Linked DNA regions of Hordeum vulgare: region 1 is linked to region 2. The links are chromatin contacts, called in public Hi-C maps. All regions are on one chromosome and are shown on one strand. Each heading gives the region's core, a stretch centred on a gene start, on an enhancer-like site or on the middle of the called end of the contact. The rest is flanking DNA. Distances are from core to core; before and after follow the strand shown. Region 1 holds the start of LOC123453111 (mitochondrial import inner membrane translocase subunit TIM10). Region 2 holds the start of LOC123399281.

What was found. A called contact is a pair of places that touch in the nucleus more often than the background predicts.
Region 1: a contact with region 2 is called in a Hi-C map of seedling, with 2.1 times the contacts expected there. The contact joins the promoter of LOC123453111 here to the promoter of LOC123399281 in region 2. A contact is called at or near these places in 2 of 6 Hi-C or Micro-C datasets (leaf and seedling).

The regions. Positions count from the first base shown.
Region 1 is chr5H:566,146,197-566,152,769 of MorexV3_pseudomolecules_assembly, forward strand. It overlaps LOC123453111 (mitochondrial import inner membrane translocase subunit TIM10), which reads right to left and starts at 1,996. Exons shown (of 6, transcript XM_045129876.1): 1 at 1,853-1,996; 2 at 1,696-1,757; 3 at 1,552-1,604; 4 at 558-596; 5 at 173-242. The coding sequence starts at 1,740.
Region 2 is chr5H:565,939,593-565,946,664 of MorexV3_pseudomolecules_assembly, forward strand. LOC123399281 reads right to left here and starts at 4,930. Exons shown (of 2, transcript XM_045093700.1): 1 at 4,699-4,930; 2 at 3,389-3,737. The coding sequence starts at 4,821. The coding sequence ends at 3,702. It overlaps LOC123453108 (dolichol-phosphate mannosyltransferase subunit 1-like), which reads left to right. Exons shown (of 8, transcript XM_045129873.1): 4 at 71-147; 5 at 250-275; 6 at 1,811-1,876; 7 at 1,950-2,064; 8 at 2,158-2,438. The coding sequence ends at 2,262. LOC123400612 (a small nucleolar RNA gene) reads left to right here and starts at 1,127; the gene lies at 1,127-1,262.

The DNA.
Region 1 (6,573 bases), core at 746-3,245, 200 kb after region 2:
ATCCGTGAGGTAGCTAGCAGTTCCACATCAAAACTATCCATGGCAAAAATGCATCTTCTCAGAGATAATTTAAAGCACAGGAAATGGTGTTTTCTTGCCCGAAGCAGGAAAAAGGCAGTGTGATATTATTAGTATCTTCTATAAAAACCACATATATCATAAGTGAACTTGCCTGCCAGTACTTCGAAACACACCGGTCAATGCAACTGTTCTCTCCCATGTTGAGTTCAGCTTCTTTATGCCTGTTGGAACAGAACAAATGACAGGAAAAAGCCATGAAAAGAGGATAGATCTTTCTTGTGGTTGTCAACCAATGAGTTACAACGAAAAGGGATGATTGGTGGAAAGTTGGACCACCAGTCGACTATTTTAACCACCTTAGTTGAGCCATAATGAAATTTTGCATTATCTTAGTACATGAAAATAATAATATAACTGCAACGTTTTTGTTACTCATTTTATAGAACTATAAACAGCAAATGAACAAAGCAATCCAGAACCAAGTAATAATGTGTTGAAAAGATGGCAAGAGATTTTGAGTTAGAAAGGCCAAGTACCTTTTCTCAATGCACTTCTCAAAACAAACATGTGTAAGCCTGCATAAAAAAATTGGCTCACGGCATCAACATGTGTACAATAAAAAAGGATTCCGAAATAATATGGCACAATCTAACTATCTCCAAGCAAAAAGTGTACAGATTGGATGATACACCATGGTGAGGTTGCTAAATATCTATCATCCCTACAATAATTGCAGACATTTCAGAAGACAATACCTATGCAAGCGTATTTGGAACACACAAACAAAACAGGAAATACTCACTTGTCATCATTAATCTAGTTTAGATTAGGAAGCAAAGAGAGTATCTAGTACTAGCAAAGTACAAGGCATCTTTGTGCTTTCAAGTAATAGCATGCCAACATCACTAACTTAGCTGATGCTAACTATTCTCCCGATCAATGTGACTAGTAGGTGGTATATAGCAGTACATTAACGAGCATTTAACACATAATTTGCAGGTTCATGGAAGATCATTCTATTAGGGAGTTGGACGATGTCATTATGCATTTATGCTCAGCTCATCAAGGAGTTTCCGGCACATAAATACCAGGCTTATAACTGCCATACTACATTATGCTATTAGGAGTGGAGTAACAGTAGTACACACACATCATTTGCGGGTTCAGGGAAGATATCAATCTAATGCGCAATTCAACGATCATGCAGTTGTACTCATAGTCGTCGATTGCAGAGCATGGCAATCATTTGGCATGACTGAAGGAAAATTAGTTTGCAAGGAAATAACTGAAGCAGTAAGCACACTAAACACCAGGCTTATAACTGTCAAGCTAAATTAGGCTACTCATCGTCAGCAATGCCACGACAAGTGCAAGCAATTCCTTTTCAGCAGACAATGGCATCCCTCAATGTATAACTACATGAGCAACAACCACTACGGAGTTGGTTCTACTCATTGCATCAACCAGCGATCTGATCTCACAATCCCCACCCAAGTGGTAGTACAGCAGGGTAACAGGTGCACCACTCACCGGTTGAAAAGCTCGACCCGGTACTCCATCTCCTTCTCGGCCATCCCGAACATCTGCATCGCGCAACCGAAGTCAATTAACCTCGGCGCAAAACTCCCGAAATCAAAGAGGGTGAAATTCGGAAGCAAAGATGGGCGCGCGTACCATCTCCTTCTCCAGCTCTCTCTGCACGTCCTTGGCAGCAGCCATTGTCGCGACGCCTTAGCCTGCACAGACAGAATCACAGAGCGCACCGATCTAAGCAGGGGAATCGTCCGAGGAAGGCATGGAAGATACGGGGGGCAAAGACGGCAGTGCTTACCGGGAAGGATGACGGGAGGAGGCCGGAGATATCGCGAGCTCGGCGGCGGCGGCGGCGGCGGCGGGGGTCGTCGAGATGCCGCGGACGCGAAGAGGAGCCCTGGAGCAGCGGCGAGAAAAACTCTAGGGTTTTGCCCTTCTTCTTTCTTGGAGGAGGAGTGAAGGGCCTGCGCGTCCTATATGGGCTTCGCCCAGCTCCAATGGGCCTCTGGGCCCGTATATGTTCTCTCCAGCCCAAGGCCAGCTTTTCTGGGCAGGTGGGCGATAAGCGGCTCTATTTGTTTTGAAAAAAGCACAGATCACCCAAATCAATCAAAAACCACCCACATCACCCCCCTAACCCCCACTTAGGCCTTGTTTGGTACTAGTGTTTTTGAGGAGATTGATGGTGATAATCCCCCAAGGGATTGGGTGAAACCCCAACCTTCACCCAGTCCCTTCAAATCCCCATTTATCCCCAATACACTAGGTAGGCGTAGTGTAATGGGTATTGAAAAAAATGCACTATAATTTGGGGATTTGAGGGGAAATGTGGGGATGAAACATGTCAAATACACTAGAACCAAATGGAGTTATGGGATGTGTGGGGATTGAGGGGTTTGACCGGGATAATCCCCATAAATTCCCTAAAATACACTAGTACCAAACAAGGCCTTAGGGTTTGTTCATTTAATCCCTCACCCAAGTGGATTGAAGAGGTTTGGAGGAGTTTGGAGAGAAATTTGACTAAGAGGGGATTTAGGGTCTGTTTGGTTCTCACGCAAGCGCTCGCTTAGCCTGGCCCAACAAGGAAGAAAAGCATTTGGTAGCTGGGCGACCGAGCCTCGTAACCAACGGTTTCCAGCTTTTTTGTGCTTGAGCGAGCGAGCCGATTTGGCTCGCCTCCATCGGCAAGGCTAGCTTTGCCTAGCGACGCAATCAGGCGAGAGAACCAAACAAACCCTTAATCCCTCACAATCCCTCTTAATCCCCTTCGAACCCTCTGCAACCGAACAAGGCCTTAAGCGGATTGGAAGAGCCGTTTTGCGTATATGGCGCTTGGGCCGAGCCCTCCGATCGGCCACGTAGGATTGTGCTGGCTTGGTGCAGTCTAATTGACCCACATGAGCCGATTCAACCCAGGAGCCCCAAATCGATCATGTCGGTCTGCCTTTTCGTGTGTACCTCCACCTGCTAGGGATTCTCCCCTCCTCGTCCTCCTATGTGTCCTTTTTCATCGAGACAAGGTCGCAAGTTGTCGTGGCTTGGCTCATCCGATCCCCTATAGGCAGCGATTACCATAGGTTGCAGCACAAAAAATCTGGACTATGCCGACTTGAAATTAGAAAATGGCAGCAACCTATGTGAATTTTGTGTGCAAAATTCAGAACTATTGAGCACATTTTCAAAATAGGCGATAGCAAATTGGTAACTAGTAACAAATTCCATAACATCACAGGAAATTCTCATGATATGACAAGTAACTTGATGTTGGACCTAAACAAAAGCACAAACTTCAACATAATGTTACACATCAAGTACATGACATCAGTGGCGATTGTAGTAGGGAGGCTTTAATAGGCTGAAGCCTACCCTCCAAAATCCTATTTCAGTTAAATATAGCATATGTCATATGGCAATTACATCAAGGTGCTTTGCATGCAATAATTTCAATGTATTTGTTAATTAGGCGTAGTAAATTGATGATTTGAGCCTACCGTCTACTATCACGCTAGATTCGCCACTGCATGACATTGACAAGCAAGCTGTCCATTCTCCTTTCTGTAGTGAGGAGCCATTGCACCGTGTTACTAGTTGGCACTTGCATGCGAGTTGAGCTTGAATTTGCATGATTTCCTCGAGCAGGCTGTGAGCTTGAAGTTGTTTTGTTCTGACTCCTCCCCCCGTTGGTTATGTCTACAACTTGGTGAGAATGTTGTTGTGAAGATGATCTTGTCGGAGGTGATCGTTGTGAAGATGCTCTTGCTGGTGGTGCTTGCTTCTTTGCCCTCTTTGTTGGATTAGGTAGTGCTTTATTTGGGGCTCCTGGATTGAATCGGTCCACCCGCACCAAGACGACCGAATCCGACGTGGCCGGTCGGAGGGCTCGACCCAAGCGTCACACAGCCAAAACAACTCTTCCAATCAGTTTAAGTAGGGGTTAGGGGGTGATTTGGGTGGTTTTTTATTGATCAGGGGATTAAGTCTCTGGTGTTGTAGTTGGTGGGTTAACTGTCCCTTAAGGCCTTGTTTTGTTTGTGCATGACCCGTGTGTATCAGTCAGGATTTCATTCTGATCCACGTGTACCAACGAGACGTAGAACTGTTCCCTCACAATGCCGAGAAACTTGTTTGGTTTAGCCTATTCGTGGAATATCCACTGGTCAATCCACTATAGTTCACTCCAAACCACAAGGTTAAAAAGAATCGTCCTTCACACGTGGAAAGCATCCAAGGGAGCAGGGCCGGCCCTATGATTTCGGGAGGCCCTAGGCGAAACCGATGACTTGGGTGATTGTACTGACAACATTAATTTTAAAATTTATTGGCTCCTCTGTACTTGTGCCATCATTGACCTCAACATTTGAATTTTCATGCTCGGGGTTACTTTCTTGCCCTTGCTCTTCACTCGTATCGACATTGCTCGAATATGTAAAGTACCTATTCAAAGAACCCTTCAATGGTTGAATTTTCAGATCACATTCTTTCTTTTGTTCTTTTTTTTTCAGCACCCAACAATTGCTTCTTTTTAGGCAACATGACAGGCAAATGTCCTAAAATTATAAAAAAAACGATACAAAGAATTAGGAATTTATACATCGAATGATTGAAACCCCAAACATACATGGATAAATAGTTGAATAGTGAATACGTACGTACTAATTACTCCGTACTAAATAAAGATGGATGGAAGGACTACTCGTGTTGAATTGTGCTGTTGATTACTCATTCTGAATTTTGATGGATGGATGGATGTATGGTCGGGCCTCGTGCCCTCGTTGGCTTCGGATGCGGGATGGCTGCAACGGCCTCGTACCCTCGACCCCTGGTCGTACTGCTGATGGATGAATGGTCGGACTGCCAGCAGCCGGCGACGCTTGCACGCGCAACGGCGACAAGTCAGCCGAAGCGCCGACCGACGCGGTATGGTTGGACTGTAACTGCAAGCTGAAGATTCGACGAGGGCACTCGGGACGAGGCGTCTATGCGACCAAAACACGAAGGGAAACGATTCTACAACGTCGTAAATTGGGCAATCAATCGCTGATGGGCTAGCATCTCCAACATGCGCGGTTAATATGGCGCGTGCGGGAGAAATCACGCTTTCCGCGCGCGTGGGTGTTTGACATGCCCCAGCAGGTGCGGGAAAAATACGCGTGTTAAATAAAACGGTGCGCACGCAAAAAATCCCGCAGCGTGTGCTGTAGTTTTTGCATGCGATATACAATGCGCCCTATATAAACCGTGCGCGAGCGCCGACAAACCGCCACCTGTGTCGTCTTCTTTCTCGCCTCCGCTGCACCACCATCGCTCGCCGCGCTGTTCTTCTTTGTCGCCGGCGCCCTTCTCCCTCGTCCCCGCCTTTCCCTTCCTCGCCGCCACGATGCCACGACGCCCACGAAGCAGCTCCGGCTTCCATAGCGTCTACGCATGCCCCTCCGCCGTGTTCTACGCGGAGATATGCTTTCGGGACATTCGCCTCGAACTTGACACTTTTGACACCACCGAGGTGGCCGCCCGCGCGTACGACGCAGCGGCGTGGCGTCTCTCTAGGCCGCGCTCGCAGATGAACTTTCTGTCCGTCTGGACATGTGAGGAGGTGCAGACCCTCACGCCACCCCTGCGGGTAATCATTGCGGAGGACCGCTGCATCCAGGCGAGGCGGGACCGCCACCTCCTCATCACCGCGACGGACGAGCAGGCCATGAAGGTGTGGTGTCAGTGCTTCCCGCAGGATGTCCTCGAGGAGCATGAGTTCTTGGCGCGGCAGAGGACGGTGCGAGCCGTGGAGCGGGCGGAAAGGCGTGAGCGGAAGGCTGTAGTTGTAGTGCAGTGTGACCTGGGGCAGGCGTTGACATGGAGCAGTGACGATGATCGCTCACATGACGCCTTTCTCACGTTGAACTACACCATCGAGGAGAGCGAGGAGGAGTAGGAGGAGGAGTAGTAGTTATCTATCTAGTTTTATTATCTTTTGGATTTGAACTATGTTTTTATGAACAATGCTATGAACTATTTTATTATTGATTTATTTTATTTTTTGATCTTTTTAATGATTCAAAAAGTGAGAAATGTGGTTTGTGTTAGGCACGAACGCTTTAAATTTAGCGCGTGCTGGAGCGTCAGCGCCGCGTCCCATTTTGCCACGCTTGCTAGAGCGAACGCCCTACCGCGTGCAATAAAATGGATTTCAGCGTTGCGAATTTTTTTAGCGTGCCGCGCCGCAAGGCGCCTCTTTAAGTTGCTCTAAGTGATACTTCTACTGGGTATATATATCATATTTGTGTTGGAGAACGTTGCACGGGAAACAAAAAATTTCCTACGTGCAAACACGATCTATCTATGGTGATGACCATCTACGAGAGGGGGAGTGCATCTACATACCCTTATAGATCGCTATGCGGAAGCGTTCAAGAATGTGGTTGATGTAGTGGTACGTCTTCGCGATCCAATCACGAACCGTCCCGTGATCTCCCGATCAAGTGCCGAACGGACAACACCTCCACGTTCAACACACGTACA
Region 2 (7,072 bases), core at 3,680-6,179:
GCTGCCCATTTCTACTTATGGTGATTTTTATGCTTGATGCTCGTGTTAATGAACTACTGTAAACATTCAGGCACTGCATATATGCATGGATTGAAGCATGCTTCAGGGGAGTTCGTTGTTATAATGGATGCGGATCTATCTCATCATGTATGTTTCTTCTCATTTTCTTCTCTATGTTATTTGACATAGTTGAGTATTTAAATAGTTCTGTTCCTTTTAGTTACTGATTCCTATTTCTATTCTGAACAGCCAAAGTATTTGCCAAGTTTCATCAGGTGAGAATCATATACTGAAAGATGCTTTTAATTTTATCCGGCAAGAATGATGGGATTTGCATGCTTTGTATTTTATGTTATTGAGGAAACTGGTAGGAGGACTGCTGCTTCTCTAGTAGCAGAAGAGGAAAAACATAATTACAGTGGCTGTTTTCAACAGTAAACATCACAGAGTTCACATGCAGACCACTCCCAACACTGAATTGCACCCTTCCAATTCGTAGAGTGGCTCCCGTCGGTGTCAATCAAGGGCACATTAAGCACTTCCACATGTTATGGGTAGCGTAGGAGACAACCCTATTTTACCCGGGGATCTTAATTACCAGTGCTTAGCTTTCAATTTGCCTCTGGCCATCAAATTAAATGTGAATAACCCACTCCACAGGCCAAAAAATATCACCAAGATGGACAGAGGCACTCATTCCGGCCACCGGGAGAATCCAATTCTGGCCTTCTAATACCTTATTTTTTCTCTTCTTCCTGGCTGCCAGTTAGTACAGGACCAGGGTGCAGTCACAAATAGGATCCCTCCAACCCAATTGCTCTGCATAAGATGCGAGGGTAGCGCCAGTCATGGTGTGCCTCCACTTGGATCCTCTATGGACATGTGTTCTTGATTGCTCGCTCTCACTCTGCCGCTGCATCCCTTATTTCTTGGATCCTCTATGGACATGTGTTCTTGATTGCTCGCTCTCACTCTGCCGCTGCATCCCTTCTTTCTTGGGTCCTCTATGGACATGTGTTCTTGATTGCTCGCTCTCACTCTGCCGCTGCATCCCTTCTTTCTTCAATCCTCTATGGACATGTGTTCTTGTGTGCTTTGTTTCTAGATAGATACAACTATAATCGTGTGGCAGTGAGGAGAAACTGAAAGGCCGGTCTTATGGCTGCCTCCCAAACACGGACAATTGAGGTCCTCTCATCATCGTTCTGGGATGGTAGTAGCATGATGTGATGTGATTTGGTGAAAGGTTTTCTCTGAGCCAGTCTCCCAGCTGTATAGGCTGACATGGGACTGGCACTGCCTGGCCTTACTGTATGGTTTGTAAATATTAAGTGCACATTTATAAAATATATTTTCTCTATTTATTCTGTTCTGTTTTGAGTGCTCTCTTCTCTTTGGCAAAATATGTCTTAATTAGCTATTTTGCTTGTCAGGCCTAGAAATGAAATTTTGGCTAACAAAGGCATATATATGTACCTAGTTGAGTTTTAGTTGTCTGATTTAATGGCTGAAACAACTTCGGCGAAGTTTGGTATAGCTGAGCTATCCAAGCCCACAAAAACAATTACTTGGAAGAACCTATATACTCCCACCGTCCCAAAATAAATGTCTTAAGCTTAGTACAAATTTGTACTAGAGCTAGTACAAAGTTGAGATAGTTATTTTGGGACAAAGGGAGTAGCTTTTTTTAATCACGTTCATCATTGGCCAGGAAGCAAAAGGAAACCGGTGCTGACATTGTAACTGGCACGCGTTATGTTAGCAATGGTGGTGTCCATGGTTGGAATCTTATGCGGAAGTTGACTAGCAGGGGAGCAAATGTTCTGGCACAAACGTTACTACGGCCCGGAGCTTCTGATCTGACTGGGTCGTTTAGGTGTGTCTCATTTTATTCGAATATAATAAGATCCCCTACAATTACTTTTATTTGACACTTTGCCGTTTCGTAGGCTATATAAGCGAAGTGTTTTGGAGGATGTCATCTCCTCCTGCGTCAGCAAGGGCTATGTATTCCAAATGGAGATGATTGTCAGGGCTACTAGGAAAGGTTATCACATTGAAGAGGCAAGCTATTTCACACTCACCCATTTTCATTTGTATAAGGCTGGATTATAATCTCTTGACTTTGATAGTTGTAACTTTGCTTGTCCTGTCCAGGTCCCAATCACTTTTGTCGACAGGGTCTTCGGAATCTCAAAGCTTGGTGGATCTGAAATTGTTGGATACTTGAAAGGCCTTGTGTATCTGTTGCTCACAACATAGGGCGAAAAGACACAGTAGATGAATGACTGTCATAGGACAAACTCTTGTTGAGATTGATTTTTCTTATGTTGTTAAGCTTGCGTTGTATAAATTTGTTAACATTTTCAGACTTACAATTGAATTCTGTACACAAGTTTTAGTGTGTGGGTATCCTTATGAATTGTGTGGTACCTTGAGTTCTGCGACTTCTACCACTTGCCGGTGCGCGCAACCACCGACTTAGGCCCTGTTTGGATCCCAGTGCTAGAGCTAGTTGGAGCTGAACTAACTCTCAAAGCATCCAAACACATGTGCTAGAGCTGAACTAACTCTCAAAGCATCCAAACACATGTGCTAGTTTGGGTTAGATGAAAACTAACCCACCCAAAAAACTATCCTGAGATGAGGTGCTAATTGGAGCTAGTTGTGGTGGATCCATAAAAAAAAATTAGCCACACCAAATCCCTCCTCCTGCATCTTATCTCCTCCCATCTCTCCCTCTCCTCCTGCAGGCCGCCGCAGCCCGCCCCGCCCCCGCTCACCACCAACGCCGCCACGTCCTCCTCCCGCATCCACTCGCCACCGCCGGCCGCGCTCGCCCCTGCAGGCCGCCGCAGCTCGCCCCCGCCCCGACCGCGCTCACCACCAACGCCGCCACGTCCTCCTCCCGCATCCACTCGCCACCGCCGGCCACCTCCGTCCCGTCCCGTCCAGACCGCCCCAGGCCACCCAGGTTATGTCATTTGTGAGCGGATGGAGGCCACACAAGAGCTGGCCACAACAAATTCTGGTTAAAAGAGATACATGATTGAAAAAGGTGCATTTATTGTCAAACTAACCTTTACATCCAAACACCATCAAAGGCTAGAGTTAGTTCATGGTTAGACTAAAGTTAGAAACTAACTCTAACCTCTAGCCCTGTTAGATTATCCAAACAGGGCCTTAGCTGCTTATGGTGTCACATGAGTTGATTGTATCCATGGGATTAGTGCTTCAACAGCTACCTTGAAAAACTATATAGTATGAAAAACAGGCAGTTTTTAGAACTGGTTGGTTAGTTGTGAACATTGCTCTGGCAGTTAACATGCAAGTGAAACGGATGGACGGCACATAAACAAGAGGACAGGAAACATAAAAACACTTCATATGCAGTACTTCAATTTAATTTAGCAAATCTAAGAGCGTATAATGCTCGAGGAAAAAGACATACAGAAAACCAGTATTTTGTTTTTAATCCCAGCGCTCCTTATGCTTGGTACAAAGTATAAATGTGTGAAAATAGAGGGCGCATAGAGATGAATGGTCATCCAAATCCCTGAATCTATATTACATCAAAGGAACTGTCCGAAAATCAGTCCCAGAAAGCATAACCGCGAATGACCACTCATCATCAAAAGGTGAGATTTCTTGCAGATCCTTTTGATTGGTATTGTCTGATACTAACTTGCCATCCTTCCTTCTCAATCTTCGCTCTTCTCCTTTTCCTTTTCTAGCTTCTGTGACACACCCACAAGAAGTTAGAATGCATTTCAGGAGAAGTTGTGCAATGACAATATACAGTAAATACCAGAAAGCAAAATGAAATTCTGAGAAACACAAGTTGCTGCCGCGTCAGTTTTGTCTATGTACCAAAATGCATACAGGGTGACTAAGTTAAGCCCAGAACTATTGCCTACATTTACTCTATATCTGAAGCTGCATTTTACCATCAGCGGTTGCTGCAATCATTTCATGTCAGCCAAATAATGAATGATTTACTGAACCAAACCAGATTTACATATAAACCAACATGGTGTCACAAATATAGGTTTCAGTTTCTTTTCAGGTAAGATATATCAAGAGCCAACACGTTTCCTACTCACCCTTTATGCTGGTATCTCACCTAAAAAACAAAATGACATTAAAGGAGTATCTAAAAGAAGTTTCCGCTTGCTGCTGAAGTAAAAGCAGGCGTGTATGTCATTTGGCCTAAAAACATACAGATCCCTCTTTCGAGAGCAGAATATATTGTTGTTGAACCAACATTGTGAATATGTGACCCCCCACTACTGCAGTTAACACCAACAACCACAGGTAGCCCTAAAACAACATGGAGCCATGGCTAGGAAATGCCAGGTTTTCCCCACTGTAAACATGGAAGAACACACATGGGGATCCATGGATCATACCCTGCCCCAACTACGCATGGTACCGATCAAGCCCTGGCTCCTAGGCATCAACGCGGCAACTAATCACAGGCCCTCTCACGCGCCAACCCACCCGCCCCCGCATCTCCCGTCAGAGAGCAACCATGGCATTCAATCAGCACACAGGCAAAACAAAAACAGCTATGATTTCGCAGGCCCGGAGCCATGGATTCGGCACGAACAAGAAGCAGCGGCGCGGGTCGGGGAGGGAATCCCACACCAAGTTCTCATACAGAACGGGTCGAGAACACGAGGGGGGGTCGGCGCTTACGGATTGCTCGGAGTGCCAGGCGAGGCCGCGGTAGACGTTGAAGGAGAAGGAGCCGGCAAGGTAGAGCGTGGCCACGCCCAGCCCCGCCGTCAGCGCCTTGAACGCCGTGTCCATCACCGCCATCTCCGCCGCCGGGGGTTGTTCGAGCGCAGAAACCCTCGTCGCCGGATTCCGTCGGTCTGCGTGGGTGCCACGAGGGGAGAAAGAAACCTCGGGTCGGCCTTGGGCTACTAGACTAGTTCGGGCTGTGGGCTTCCGGGTAATTCAATGCTAGGCATTTTCTTTTTGCGCGGCCTGGCCCAACATCTACGAAGCGGCTTAAAATTCACACTCGTAAAGTTCTATGGGAGCTCCGGGAGCGACCGCCTACCTGCCGCTCACTGCGGCAGGCAGACCTACGCCGCACAGCGGTCCGCCCCGACTGGGCCGGCCCAGTTTTGTTTTCTTTTCTGTTACTTTTTCTATCTCTGTTTATTCTCTTTTTATTTCCTTTTTCCTTTTCTTTTTCTATTTGAGGAAAAAACATTCGAATTTGAAAAACAATTTCTAAAAATCATGAACAAATTTGGAAGTGTGAACAATTTTTTAAAGCACGAACATGTTTTAAATATTGAGAACAAAATTATGACAAAGAGAACAATTTTGATACACCCTGAACAAATTTGAAAGCGCGAACAAAAATTTTAAGCACGAACATTTTTTGAATTTTGAGAACAAATTTTGCAACCGATAACAATTTTCAAAAAAACTTAACAAATTTGGAAGCGTGAATGATTTTTTAAAGCACGAACATTTTTTGAAACCGATAAAAATTTTCAAAAAAACTTAACAAATTTGGAAGCGTGAATGATTTTTTAAAGCACGAACATTTTTTGAATATTGATAACAATTTTCAAAAAAACTTCACAAATTTGGAAGCGTGAATGACTTTTTAAAGCACGAACATTTTTTCAATCTTGATAACAAAATTTGAAAAGGAGAACAATTTTAAAAAACCCGTAACAAATTTGAAAGCTCGAACAATTTTTTAAAGCATAAACATTTTTGAAATTTTGAAAACAAATCTTGAAGCTGAGTACAATTTAAAAAAACATGAACAAATTTGAAAGCGCGGACAATTTTCTAAAGCATGGATATTTTTTGAATCTTGAGAACAAAATATCGAAAAGGAGAACAATTTTGAAATCGCAAAACAAATTTAAAGCACGAACATTTTTTGCATTTTGGGAACAAATTTTGAAACCGAGAGCAATTTAAGAAAAACGTGAAAAAATTTGGAAGCGCGAATAATTTTTTAATACACGAACATTTCTTGAATATTGAGAATAAAATTTTGAAAAGGAGAACAATTTTGAAAAAGCCTAAACAAATTTGAAAGTGCGAAGTATTTTTTAAAGCACAAACATTTTTTGAATTTTGAGAACAAATTTTGAAACCGAGAACAATTTAAAAAAACGTGAACGAATTTGGAATCGCGAACAATTTTCTAAATACAATTTTTTTTTGGAAAAGATAAACAATTTCTTAGTCTATAAGCAATTTTTTTGTAAGAAAGAACATTTTTTGGAATTTGTGAACAATTTTTGAAACGGAACATTTTTTGAAGTTATGTGCACTTTTTAAAACAGGAACATTTTCTGAACTTATATACATTTTTTGACACGGCAAATATTTTTTATGAAATGAAAAACATTTTTTAATCTTCTCTTACATTTAAATATCGTGAATAATTTTAGAATCGGCGAACAAAATTTGAAAGAACATAATTTAAATTTTAAAAAAAGAGAAGCATTTTTCGTAAAAGAGGAACATTTTTAAAAAAAATGTGAACAATTTATTAGAAAAGGAACATTGTTTGAAAAATCATGCAGTTTTTTGAATACGAGAACAATTTTTGGAACACCAAATTTTTTCAAAAGATGAACACATTTTGGAAGCAGGAACATTTTTTGAAGCACGGACATTTAAATATAAACTGTGAATACGGGAACATTTTTGGAAATTCAAAATAAAAATTATAAAATGTCAAACAGAAAAATAGAAAAAGGAAAAAAGGAACAAAAGTGTAGGAAAAAATGAAAAGAGAAACAATAACATTTGTTTCTAAATGAACAATTTTTGAAAATGTCAGACATTTTTCTGAAATCCAGAACATTTTTTGAAGCTATGAATGTTTTTGAATAACCGCAAATATTTGAAATTTAGAACATTTTTATAAAATCAGAAAAACATTCTGAATTTCAAGAACAAATTTAAAACGTGAACTTAGCTACAAAATAACCATAGAAAAAAACAGAAGAAGGAAAACGAAAAAATAAAAAAAAGGAAAAAACGGAACAGAAAAAAGGACAAAAAAATGAAGCAGAAACCAGAG